3 separate regions of the Mus musculus genome follow, and all the other regions are linked to region 2. The links are chromatin contacts, called in public HiChIP or PLAC-seq and promoter capture Hi-C maps. All regions are on one chromosome and are shown on one strand. Each heading gives the region's core, a stretch centred on a gene start, on an enhancer-like site or on the middle of the called end of the contact. The rest is flanking DNA. Distances are from core to core; before and after follow the strand shown. Region 1 holds the start of Ccdc8 (coiled-coil domain containing 8). Region 2 holds the start of Mill2 (MHC I like leukocyte 2). Region 3 holds the start of Pnmal2 (PNMA-like 2).

Region 1 (4,317 bases), core at 900-3,399, 1.8 Mb after region 2:
GCTCTTGGATCAGCTGCAGTCTCTGCCCTTGGACTATCTACAAGCTCTGCCTTCTGGTTAGCAGCAGCCTCTGCTATTGGACTAGCTGCAGCCTCTACTCTTGGATCAGCTACAGCCTCTGCCCTTGGACTAGCTGCAGCCTCTGCTCTTGGATCAGCTGCAGTCTCTGCCCTTGGACTATCTACAAGCTCTGCCTTCTGGTTAGCAGCAGCCTCTGCTATTGGACTAGCTGCAGCCTCTGCTCTTGGATCAGCTGCAGCCTCTGCCCTTGGACTAGCTGCAGCCTCTGCCCTGGGACTAGCAACAGCCTCTGCCCTGAGACTAGCTGCAGCCTCAGTCCTTGGACTAGCTGCAGCCTCTGCCCTTGGACTAGCTGCAGCCTCTGCTCTTGGATCAGCTACAGCCTCTGCCCTTGGACTAGCTGCAGCCTCTGCTCTTGGACTAGCAACAGCCTCTACTCTTGGATCAGCTGCAGTCTCTGCCCTTGGACTAGCTGCAGCCTCTGCCCTTGGACTAGCTAGAGGCTCTGCCCTCTGGTTAGCTGCAGCCTCTGCCCCCTGGTTCTCTGCAGCCTCTGGGTGCTCCTCAGCTGGCATGCCTGTTCCCTGAGCGAAGGGTGGCACCTGCTCCTTCCTGCATCGTCTCAGGGAAACCCACTTGATCTTGGGCTTCCAGCGTCTAGTACCCAGCATCTGGTCACTCCGGTCTCCTGTGTTTCTGGAGCTATCATCGTCCGAGCTGGCTTGGCTGTGTCTCATTTCTCCAGCCCTCTCAGCTGCTGTGGAGGCCTGCTGGGTCTGGCCCACCTCGGAGCCTGATCTGGGTGCCCAGCCCTTCACCCTCTGTTTCAGCTTCCCCCAGGACACCTGGCTAACATACTCCCTCCATCTGTCGGCCTTGGATGGCTGGGGCCCCAGGTTGTTCTCAAACATGGGCACTGGAAGATTGACTCGGCGTCGTGGAGGAGGCGCGCTGGGCTTCTCCCCACGGCGGAGGAAGGCCTCCACCAGCTCCTGATCATCCTCACTCTCCACATCGCTGCCCAGGAATTTGCTGCCCAAGTAACTGACCGGCATTTTGCGCACCTTCCTGGTCCTCCCGGAGGAGCTCCTGTTGCCTTTGACTTTGGAGGTATCGAAGTCACTCAACTCACTGTCGCTGCCATTGCTGCTGTCATAGGTACCTACAACCAGCCGAAGTGGAGGAGTGACCATCTGCGGGACTCTCCTCACTCTCAGCTCCTTGGTTCTTTTGCGGGGTTGGGGTGGGTGTGGAGTGCTCTTTTCGATGATACGGGCCACATCTTCCAGGGTGCGGCCCTCCTCCTGCAAAAACTGGATTAGCCGCTCCCGAAACTCAGCTTCCTTCGTTGCAGGCTTGGAGATGACTCTCCACACGCCCCCAGCCAGGCGGACCTCCCGGGGGATGAGCAGATAGTCAACATCCTCCCCAATCTGCAGCATCCCCACCGTGGAGTCCTCTTCTTTGCGGAACACCTTTCCGATTTTCTTAAAGGTGCCCACAGGCCTTAAGGCCTCCACTAACACGTCCAGATCGACATCTTTGCAGACGTCGGGGACACTCCAGAGGATCAGGCAATCGGGAGACGGAAGGAAGCCCCAGGGGAACCATCCCCCTACGTGGCTTTTTTCGAGAGTCTTTAAGATCTCCAGCGTGGACGCTCGAGTGGGGGCAAAAAGCCCAGACACTTGGCTGCTAGTCTTGGGGAGGGGGCGGTGGACAGTCCTAGCAACTCTGCTCGCACAGAGTGTCTCCTCCCTACAATTTTCTCTTCAGGAAACAAGTCCAAGTTGGCTTCCCCAACCCCCTCGGAGTTGTAGCAAGCAGTTTTCCAGGATGCTTACATGAACTGAAGCACGCTCATTCCCGAGGCTCAAAGTTCAGTCCAAACTGGAATCGCCAGTGTCCCGGCTCCAAGTTGGGGTCCCACGAGCTCCGATCGCTTCTCCCTTGCCCCAGACACCAGGATATAGCTGAAAGTTCTTGGGAGGACTCTGCAGACAAAGACGGCTCAGCGTGGCCTTTCAATATGGCGAGGTGCTTAAAGGCCTCCGCCCAGCCCCGAGGAGGGTCTCCCGCCCCCAGGCAGTCTGCCACCCGCTCCAAACTGACCTTGCGCTCAGTCTGTGGTGGAGCTGAGAGCCGCAGGAAGTTTCTGGGCGCCCTCCCCTCCTGGGTGAGGCCCACCTTCTCCTTCTCATCTTACACTCTAAGCCTGGGAAGACTGGCAGCGGGGCTGTCCACTCCCCTTCAGGGCAGCCTCCCTCTCCTCCCCCACAGAGGTGTGGCTGCCCCCCAGAGCCTCAATGGGGCCAGGGCTTCCCTTAGCTGCAGCCAAAACCCACGTCATCATCCTTCCCAAAAGGCAACGGGTCCCCCAACCTGCCATCCTAGACGTGCAAGCCCAAAAGGTGCGAGTGCTGATGGCTCAAATCCTTTGAAGGCTATTGCAATTATGAACGTGCGTTTAAAATTAAGGGGATGGGACTAGAGGTGGCTCAATGGTTAGGAGCATGGGCTACCTTTATGTAAGACCTGGGTTTGACTCCCAGAACCAATACGATGGCTCAAAACCCTGTTTATTTCCAGTTCCAGGGGATCCAATACCCTCTTCTGATCTCTGTGAGCACTGCATATACGTGGTACACACACACACACACACACACACACACACACACACACACACACACACACAGAGAGAGAGAGAGAGAAGACATTCATGCACACAAAAAGGGGCACACAAGATAACCCAATGGGTAAAAACATTTCCCCAAAGCCTGAATTCAATCCCAGAACCCACATAAAACCAATTCTACAAAGTTATTGTTCAATCTCCACATGTGCACCCCTATACACAGATTGTACATATATTAATTCACACACGATAAACACGGGTTTTGTTTGTTTGTTTGTTTGTTTGTTTGTTTTTCGAGACAGGGTTTCTCTGTGTAGCCTTGGCTGTCCTAGAACTCACTTTGTAGACCAGGCTGGCCTCGAACTCAGAGATCCACCTGCCTCTGCCTCCCAAGTGCTGGGATTAAAGGCGTGCGCCACCATGCCCAGCCCGATAAACACGTTTTTAAAGTAAAATATTTTCTTGGAGTTGGAGAAATGGCTCCATGGTTAAAAGCACAGGCTGCTCTTTCAGAGGACCTGGGTTCAATTCCCAGCACCCACATAATGCTCATAAATGTCTGTAACCCCACCTCTAGGGGATTTAACACCCCCCCCCCACTGATATACATCAAAACACCAAAGCACATAAAATAAATATATTTTTTAAATAAAAAATTTTCTTAAAAATAAAAAAACCTTTAAGATCACAGAGATGTTGTACCCTCAGTTCTTAGTTTATGTATCCCACGTGGCCTCAAACTTTCAGGGATCCTCCTGCCTCAGCCTCTGTCTACTAGGCTTTACGTAGGCCACTATTATCAGGCTTAAGCAACAACAACAACGGCCAGGTAAGGAAGTGACTTTAATATCAATATAAGAACATATATCAGGCATGGGATGCACACTTGTGATCGCAGTAATTGAAGGCAGGGGGATGAGGAGGGTAAGGTCACTCGCAACTTCAGAGAGCTCACACCAGCCTGAGCTACAAGAGACCCAGGGGCTGGAGAGGTGTCTCTGTGATTAAGAGCGCTTGCTGCTCTTATAGAGGATTCGGTTCCCAGCACCCACGTAGTGGCTTACAGTCACCCAGAACTCCAGTTGATGGGGATCTGATACCTTCTAACCTTCACAAGAAGCATGCCTGCAAAGGTTACGCAAGCGAGAGCGCGCGTGCGTGAGCGCACACACACAATCATAAAAAAAAAAAATTAAAGTAAGATAAACATTTGTGATTTTATTTAACCCAGAAAAACCTTGGAGGCAGATCATGAGCAATGAGGAAAAGGGAAAGGGGACGGAGAAAAAGAAGGTGCAGGAGAGGATTTTTCAGGTTCAGGTTTGGAGTCGGGGTGGGGTGCTTTGTTTGGGTCCTGTCCTGGCTTCAACGTCCCCATTGGGGGTAGGAGGGAGGACGCTTTTGCTGGCTCTGCTTAGGTGAACTTTCCTCCTCTTCACGACATGGAATTCTAGCTGCTCAGCCCAAGGCCTTGAACGTGACTAGTGGTCTCCAAGGCAACAAGGGGCCCTGGCTGAGCTTAGGGGAGAAGCTGGGAACTTCCACACAGCAGGCACAGAGGCAGCCCCTCCTCTGGCCCCTCCAGCCTTCCTTAGGCCTCTTCCCCAAAGCAGAGGTGCTTTGAAGAGAAGCCAAGACACCCCTACCACACCCCGCAAGGG
Region 2 (4,446 bases), core at 307-2,806:
AACTCACTGGTCAGCCTGCTGGAACCATGAACCTCCACGTCAGCCAGAAACCCTGTTTCAGGAGAGTAGAGGAAGATCCTTGCTGTTCTGTCCTGTGCATATCCTGCATACCTGTTGCAACACACACACACACACACACACACACACACACACACACACACTATTTCCTATTGAGAAAATTAATTCTAGCTAGCCAGCCAGGCAGAGCTCTATGGATTCAAGGCCAGCCTGGTCCCAGGATAGCCAGGGCTACCCAGTGAAACCCTGTCTCAAACAACAAGCAAGAGACAACAACAATAAAAATAATTATTCCAGATATTAAAAGAACAATCTTCTATAGCTACCCCTGGAACCAAGGACTGGAGGGGGAAGAGTCTCAGTTGAGTGTTTTGAGCTTCTACTCCGCCCCCAGCTCCTCCCTGATACTTGCTCAGATAGTTCCCAGACAGACAGACACCCTCCACAGCTTGTCTCATCACAGGCCCCTACCACTCTTAATCCTCAGTTTTCTCGGGCTTCACAGTCACTGTAACCTGACAATGAGCAAAGACACCAATCAGGTCCTCTCCAGACACAGCATCCAGACCTCTGCCCATGGTGTGCAGACACTCACCAACTCCCTGTTTCTTCTGGGAGTTTCTTCAGGGCAGGGACACTAAATGCTCCTCCTCCCGCCCCGCCCCCCCCCCCCCCGGTCTCTGTGTCAGGCCTTTTTTTGTAGTCTTCCCCTGCAGACATCCCTTTTCTCCTAAGAAGGCCACCCACTGAGGTCTAGAAAAGGGCTGCCTGTTCCTTCTTGCAGGGGCTTCCGGTGGTAGACCGCGTACTCCAATAGTCATGTGTCCTCCAGCTGACAATAAAGGCTCCCCAATGTAACCCCACGCCCCACTTATGTCAGCTCGGGGAATGTTTTACGAAGGCTGCTGGGCTTGCTAAGCCTTCCTCCAGTTTCAGTTTCCTCCGCTCCACCCTTTGCCTCTCCCTCCCGTACTCTTTCCTGTGCCTATGCGCTCTGACCTATTCCTTACGGTTGGGATTCAGAGCAGAGAGCAGGGGCTGTGCCGCCTATTTTACACACCAAAGCAGACCTAGCCCCTAGGTTCTCCCGGTATCCCTCAGTCCCTACCTACCTAGCACACCCGGACCTCTACTCTGAATTTTCCAGCCCAGGGTCTGGGCTTCTCCTCCCCCAGAAGATTATTATTTTCCTTTATAATCCAAACATTTCTGGTCCTCTTCTCTCTCTGTGCACACACACACACTCTCTTTTTCTTCCCCCTTTCCTCTGTCTCCCTCTCCGTTGTGACTTCCCTAGTTTGGTTCCTTGGGACAGCCATTTCTCTATGTACACTCTAATTTCACTCATTTAAACAGTGTGACTCATCCCTCCCCTGCTTACAGGGATGGTCCCCATCCTGCCCAGAGCTCACCTTGGATGCTGGATCCCCGTGAGTCTCTAAGGAGCAGCCCTAAGATCAACAGTAGGACTGCTGGTCTGAATTCTCTGGGCTTTCCAGAACTGGCTTTCATTTTTCTCAAATGGAGTTTTGTGCAAACATACTCCTCCCTTCAGAGCTCCACCCATCAGCTAAGTGACGAGAACACAGTCCTGGCTGTCTTCAGAACTCACTTTGTAGACCAGAGATCTGCTGCCTCTGCTGGGATTAAAGTTGTGTACCACCACTCCTCTTTTTATTTTTAAGGTCAGATGAGTTACTCACATCTGAATGTCTTCTAAGACACTCCGATATCTCTTACACCAACAGATTCCTCCTGATATTGTCAAATGAATCACCATCAAAAGTAGTTTGAACAGACTGGTGAACACAGCTGAAGGGATGTTGAAGGATGTCCGAAGGGTCCATACCTTGTAGCTTCTGTAATAGTCCTTTGCCAGCTCAGAAGGGGAATTGAATGCAAGATGAACACAGCCCAGGTCAGTAACTAATTGCCTGAGAATTAACAAATCTAAACTAACATTGTTTAAATAGTGTTAACTGGGATGGAAGCTTTTTTGTTGTTTTGAGTCAGGATTTCTCTGTGTAACAGCCCTGGCTATCCCAGAGCTCTCTTTTTAGACCAGGCTAGCCTTGAACTCACAGAGATCTGCCGTCTGCCTCTGAAGTGCTGGGATTAAAGGTGTGCACCGTTTATGCCAGGAGACTACACTAACATTCTTATGATGACAATAATGCTCTATTTTCCGTATGTGATTTTTAATTCTATTCCATTTTCATTTATGCTAAAGGGCTAACACTGGCTGTACTGGCTGGTTTTGTGTGCCAATTTGATACAGTCTAGAGTCATCAGAAAGAAAGTAGGCTCAGTTGAGGAAATGCCTCCAGGAGATCCATCTGTAAGGCATTTTATTTTATTTTTTTCACTTAGTGATCAATGAGGGAGGGCCCAGCCCACTGTGGGTGGTGACAACCCTGGGCTGGTGGTCCTGTGTTCTATAAGAAAGCAAGTTGTTGAGTGAGCCATGGGAAGCAAGCCAGTATGCAGTATTCCTCTGTGGCCTCTGTATCAGCTCCTGCATCCAGGTTCTCACCTTCTTTAGTTAGTTCCTGTCTTAGTTAGGGTTTCCATTGCTATGAAGAGACACCATGACTAAGGCAAGTCTTTTTTTTTTTTTTTGGTTTTTCGAGACAGGGTTTCTCTGTATAGACCTGGCTGTCCTGGAACTCACTCTGTAGATCAGGCTGGCCTCGAACTTAGAAATCTACCTGCCTCTGCCTCCTGAATGCTGGGATTAAAGGCGTGCGCCACCACGCCCGGCTTAAGCCAAGTCTTATAAAGGCAAACACTTAAGTAGGGTTGGTTTACAGTTTCAGAGATTTAGTCTATTATCATCAGAGCAAGAAGCATGGCAGTGTGCAAGCAGACATGGTGCTGGAGAAGGAGCTGAGAGCTCTGAATCTTGATCTGAAGGCAACCAGGAAAAACTATTTTTCAGGTAGCCAGGAGAGTCTCCTCTGACATTCATGCAATCTCTTAACTGCAATCCCCTATAAAATAAAAAACAGATCACATATTTCCAGCATCACAGGATATACATTACCATTCCAAAACATCATAGTGAGAAAATACTGGACCAAAGCAAGATAGGAAACCAGTGTTGAGTCCTGTTTATACTCCCTCCAAACATCATGTGCCTCCTTGGATCTTGCCTCACCACATGTCTTGTTTCAGCAAGTGAATCTGTCTTAGCAAAACTCCACGTGAGTCTATATCAACTGACATTACTGCCAACTGGCCTGAGTCCTTGGAAGCAGCAAGAAGCTGCCAGCACACCATCAGAAGTTTTTTGGTGTGTTTCTCTCTATGGAGTCCCAACAAATAAAGTTCAACTAGGCAATGTAAGATGGACCAATGTAGACAGATTGTTAGCAAAGACTCCTTCATCACATGTCCTTTCACGTGCTTGATTTGGCAAAACATCCTTTCACCTGTGTCTGCTTCAGGACAACATCCTTTGACATAATAGACTTTCCAAAGAAAGCAGAAGTTTCTACTTCACATGGGTCACCTAAGACCATCAGAAATATCAGATATCTATATTACAATTCATGATGGTAACAAAATTACAGCTATGAAGTAGCAATGAAATAAATATTATGACTCTGCACACAAGTCCCGCCAGGAGAGAGCTGGTCTCCCAGGGAGTGCTCTCACTCCTAAGTTAAGATGTGAGATCACCACTTTCTCTCCCATAACTGTCTAAAGCTGGACCCATCAGGAGTGCACAGGGTACAGGAACAGTGAAGCAAAGCCCCAGAGCTAAGGCTGTCCCACAACCCTCCACACACAAATCCTACCATGTGAAAGCTGGTTTCCAGGAGTGCCTACATACCTAAGATCTCAGGCTGACAGGCCGACATGAGGGACAAGCTCCAGTCAGTCAGGAAGAACAACTAACACCAGAGATAACCAGATGGCTAGCGGCAAGGGCAAGAACATAAGCAACAGAAACCAAGGATACTTGGCATCATCAGAACTCAGTTCTCCCACCATAGCAAGTCTTGGATACCCCAGCACACTGGAAAAGCAAGACTCTGATTTAAAATCACATCTCATGCTGGGTACATGCCTTTAATCACAGTACTTTGGAGGCAGAGGCAGGTAGATTTTGGAGTTTGAGGCCAGCCTGGTCTACAGAGTGAGTTCCAAGACAGCCAGGGCTACACAGAGAAACCCTGTTTCAAAAAACAAAACAGAACAAAAAAAAAAAAAAACCAAAACAACAAAAAAATCACATCTCATGGTGATGATAGAGGACTTTAAGAAGGACATAAATAATTCACTTAAAGAAATACAGGAGAACACAGGTAAACAGGTAGAAGCCTTTAAAGAGGAAACAAAAACCCCTCCAAAAAATTACAGGAAAACACAAACAGATGAAGGAATTGAACAAAGCCATCCAGGATCTAAAAATGGAAATAGAAA
Region 3 (4,556 bases), core at 1,395-3,894, 1.9 Mb after region 2:
TGTCTGGTCTCTTTTTCCTTGTCATATCTAGGCTGCAGCCATAATGATCGCTCGCGCCATCGCCATCTGTTCATAGAGCTGAGAGGGAAAGCTGGGCACCGGCCATAGCCAGCCAGGGACGCAGCAGCGCACAAAGCAAATGCACACGGTTAAGCGAGAGGGGGCTGCAGGGAGGAGAGAGAATAGGAGGAAAGTAGGGAGGGAAGTCCACACACAAGAGACAGGGCTTGTAGTGACATCTGCGGCACTAACGGCATTTGGGCGCCCGCCTTGGGCCCCTGCGTGCTTTCTTTCCGCGGGTAGACTTGGGAACAGCAGCTGGCTGTCCCTTGGCCTCGCCAGCCCTGGCACGGGCCCCGGCTCCTGCGGATCCCTTCTTCTTCTTGTTGTTGTTCCCCGCATGGTCCTCGGTTGAAACCCCGCTCCCCGTTTTCTTCTCTGGGGTGACAGCCCGGCCACGACCGCGGCCACCCCTGCGGGCTTTGCGTGCCCGGGATGCGGTGGAGACCGCGGTGGCGCCGGCCGGTGGGAGGCCTTTGGAGCCTGTGCGCGCTCTCTTGGCGCGCGGCTTCTTGGACACGCTGTCACCAGGTTCGGACTCTTCGCTGTCAGTGTCCTCGGAATCTCCCTCTGACTCTGTGTCTGAATCCTCGTCCGATTCCTCGTTGGATTCTAGATTCTCCTGGGAGGCCAGGAAAGCCAGGACCTCAGATAAACCACCTTGGCTATGGTCACACTTCCGGCCACCACTTCCACCACTGCCCCACCTGCTGGCTTCTTCTTCTCTCACAGCTTCCACCATATCTTGCGCAGCCAAGAGTGCCACCAGCTCCAATAGGCCACCCTGGTGGCCCTCAGCGGTCCAGCCTCTGAGGAGACCTAGCCCAGACTTCTTTCCCTTAGGGCAGTTCTCTGCCTCAGCCAAGGTAGAAATACATTCCAGAAGATTCCCATCTTCCTCTGCCTTCCTCAGGACCATGGCGTCCACCTGACGACCTGCCTCCTCTACCTTCACCCTGGGCCCAGAGGTGTCCTTAGCCATGACGGACAGGACTTGAGGAAGGACATCTTTTTTGTCTTTTTTGTCGCCCCAGCCGAGGGTCTCAATCACAGAAGCTATTTTTAGCATTTCCTCTCTGGCAGAGGGGTCAGCGGGGTCTGTATAAGCCACAATAGCCACAAACTCGGGGCTATCCATCACTTCCTTTCCGTGCTCTCCATTTTCCAGAGACTCGCTGTCGGAATCATCTTCATCGTCATCTTCATCTTCGTCATCATCTTCATCATCTTCATCTTCGTCATCTTCATCATCATCATCCACCTCTGTCTCTACCTCCACTGCGGGGGTATCTCTCACAGCCAGTAGCGCGACTAAATCAGGAACCCCGCTCTTTTCGTCTTTGATGTTTAAGCAGATAGACTCTGTCCCAGGAAGGTCTTTCTCTATCTCTTCCTTCTTAGCTTTGTCGGTGACAGTGACAAGTGCCAAGAATTCTCGGGGGCCATCTCCTTCTTCCTGGTCACCCCGAAAGGCCCACTTCTTGGTGAGCTCTTTGGCAGCTGCTTGGAGCGTGGCATACAGGGCCCTCTGGTCTTCATCTACGCTCAGGTCCTCTGCGTAGATCTCCTCTATGACGATACCCAGGCTGTCATCAGAAGAGTCTTCCGACTCACTCCTGGCTCGCCGCCCTCCCCGGCTCCTCTTCTGGCCCTTCTGAGCCGTCAACTTGTGGCTTCTGGATCGGCGCTTGCCTCCCCGACGGCCCCGACGGCCGCTCCTAGCTGCCCCTTCAGAGGAGCCAGCCTTCTTGGCCTCCTTCCCTAATCCCTTGGCCTGGGCTTGGGCCTCCAATACCAGAGGGATGGCTATTTCTCTGAAGTCATCCATGGGCCTTTCATCCAGCAACAGGCGCCTCATCTGCCTAAGGACCCGCGCATCTTGCCCGCGGTCCTTACTCAGGATTTTCCAAATCCCATTCTCTCCCCTAATGTGGATAGGTATGGCAGAGTGATCGAAGTCTGCCCCAAATTCTACAAGGGCTGCCTGAGACTTCTCTTTGGTTACAGCTCTCACAGTCCGAAGCCTGTAGTTGCCCAGGGGCTGCAAGTTCGGACTCAGGGTAGCTTCGATGTCCGCCTGCTGCAGGCGCTCAGGGATGCCCGTGATCAGGAGGGCCCTGTGCACCTCCACTTCCAGCTCCTTACACCAATCTTGCAGAAGGTTCATCGTCATGGCGCTGCCCGGCGGAGGCTAATCTTAGGCGGGAGGGAGCCCGAGAAAGGGGTGGGCTACTGAACACAGGCTAGGTCAATCCCACTCTGGAAAGGCCACCAGCAGGGTGAGAGTCCAGACTCCGGGTTTGGGGCTGTAGGCTATAGCTACCTGCTAGCTTGCCGGACTCAACGGTCTTCCCCCGGGGCAATCCGAGGGTCCGCAGGGGGCTTACGTGTACTTTCTCCGGGCTGTCCCGGGTTGCTCCTCCCTTCCCTTTGTCCCTGACAACCTAGGTGACTGGACACCGCTGGTGGAGTACAGGAGGGCGACGATCAACGCACCTGGTGGGCGTGGGGGTGAGTGAGAGCAGCGGCTCGCCTGTGCTCCCGCGGAGTCTGGAGTGAAGCGCGTACCCGGGTCTAGACGCTCAGCGGGGCCGCTGCGGAACGGCAGCCTCGGTCTGCGCCTGCGCGGACCCAATCACCTCTCCGCCCCCTCCTGCTAGTCCCCGTCTCCATAGTAACACTGCAGGCTGCAGCTGGGGTCTGCCCGGGTACGGTCGCAGCAGCTGCTCTTAAAGGGCCAGGTGGGAAGGAGGGTTTAGGGACTAGTGAGCCAAGAAGGAAGACAAAGTCACTGTGAAAACCACTGAAGGTGATCAGTCTCACTTCAAGGGATAGACAGACACCTCCTTGGAAAGAATAGAGGCTTCCACCAGGGTCATTTATTCTGGCTTTGTTTTTTGAAGCAAGGCCAGGCTAGCCTTGAACTTGCCATGTAGCCAAGGATGACCTTGAACTTCTGATTCTCCTGCTTCCGCCCTCCTGCGATTACAGGCCTCAGTGGTGTCTAGCCTGCGCTGTTTTATTAATACGTCTCTGGGGCTCGGGGCCAGGGTTTTCTGCATGCTGCGTAAGCACTCTACCAACCGAACTACATCCTCATTCCTGCGGGACAGATAGACCTCTGATTAATAAAGCCCCAAATCAAACTGTCCTTTGGAGGTGTAACCTCACACGGGCTCTATGTTTTACCGTATCCTCAATAGCAAGCAGAAACGCCCCGGTCAGCTGTCCTTTATGAGCCAAGGGGTATCATTTCGGGTGTGTGGTACTCAGTATGTGGGTACCAGACTCATGGAGACCAGCTTCACTCATGGATGTCCCTATATTCTGCTTCTGAAACGGGATCTCACTTTGTAGGCCAGTTTAGCCTAGAACTGTGTAGCTCAGGTTAGCCACAAACTCATAGAGATCTGTCAGCCTCTGCCTCTGCCCTCTGCCCTCTGCCTTCTGCCTTTGCTTGCTGAATGCTGGATTGACGTTGTATGCTAGCACACCTGGATCCTTTTGGGGTTTGGTTTTTGAAACAGGATATCACTATGTAGCCCAGGCTAGCCTCAAAGTCCTGGTAATCCTCCTGCCTCAGAATGCTGGGATCATAGGTGTGAGCCACTGTACCCAGATATTCCAAATTTTTTATTTTGAAATTTTTGTTTTATTTATGATTTGTGTGTGTGTGTGTGTGTGCATATGTACGATGCATGTGCGGTGGGGCATGCCTGTGCACAGCATATGTATGGAGGTCAGAGGACAACTTTTAGGTCAGCTCTCACCTACCACCATACCCATGGTCCATTGCTTTAAAGGCCCTTGAGCTGCCTGTCCCTCCCTCTATGAGTTGAATAGACTATCTGTTGGATTTATATTCTATCCTTATTGCTTTCTCAGCAGCAACTTCGAGAATCTTCTAGAACTTTCCCTGATCTGTTTGCTTCTCTGTGAAATGGTGACAGCCATTGTTCCTTTTCCTAAGGGTCTCCTGGAGACCCCAGCCCATGAGAGTGAGGGGAGAGAAGCTGGCTTAGTTGCCTCTCCTTGAACAACGGCTGTGTGTGCTGTTTATCAGGCCTGAGGTTACATAAGCATTTGTTAAATAATAAACACGAACAGAACAAAACCACCTTGGGTTCCCCCCATCCTCTGGCTTTGTTATTTGCTTTGTCAGTAAAGAAAAAAAAAAAAAAAAGGTTGATGGCACAGTTCCCATGGCAACCGGGCACTGTGCAAACTGCTTACCTGTTCTCCATTTCCCCTGCTCATGTCCCTCAGACAGAAACGCCATGCTAGCCTCAAATGCAAAATGCCTGTGTGATGTGGCATTTTACAGCAACCATCATTAATTAATACAAAGCCAAAGTGAATTTTCTGAATATCTTATCTAACCCCAAAGCTTACATTATCTCCAGATCGACTTGGGTTCCAAAAAAAATTTTTTTTGTTTCTTTCACTGTGTGTGTGTGTGTGTGTGTGTGTGTGTGTGTGTGTGTGTGTATGTGTGT

The links. Promoter capture Hi-C pulls out the DNA fragments that hold promoters and counts their contacts. HiChIP or PLAC-seq counts read pairs in DNA pulled down with a chosen protein or histone mark.
Region 1: an H3K27ac HiChIP or PLAC-seq map of embryonic stem cells shows a contact between it and region 2, with 8 times the contacts expected there. The contact joins the promoter of Ccdc8 here to the promoter of Mill2 in region 2. A contact is called at or near these places in 2 of 39 promoter capture datasets (the 3T3-L1 cell line and hippocampal neurons) and 1 of 115 datasets of contacts at active chromatin or transcription factors (embryonic stem cells).
Region 3: a promoter capture Hi-C map of embryonic stem cells shows a contact between it and region 2, with 9 times the contacts expected there. The contact joins the promoter of Pnmal2 here to the promoter of Mill2 in region 2. A contact is called at or near these places in 3 of 39 promoter capture datasets (cranial neural crest, embryonic stem cells and maxillary cranial neural crest) and 1 of 115 datasets of contacts at active chromatin or transcription factors (stem cell-derived neural progenitor cells).

The regions. Positions count from the first base shown.
Region 1 is chr7:16,991,734-16,996,050 of GRCm38.p6, reverse strand. Ccdc8 (coiled-coil domain containing 8) reads right to left here and starts at 2,149. Exons shown (of 1, transcript NM_001101535.2): 1 at 1-2,149. The coding sequence starts at 1,463.
Region 2 is chr7:18,837,076-18,841,521 of GRCm38.p6, reverse strand. It overlaps Mill2 (MHC I like leukocyte 2), which reads right to left and starts at 1,556. Exons shown (of 6, transcript NM_153761.3): 1 at 1,431-1,556; 2 at 8-52. The coding sequence starts at 1,530.
Region 3 is chr7:16,942,770-16,947,325 of GRCm38.p6, reverse strand. It overlaps Pnmal2 (PNMA-like 2), which reads right to left and starts at 2,644. Exons shown (of 1, transcript NM_001099636.2): 1 at 1-2,644. The coding sequence starts at 2,233. The coding sequence ends at 248.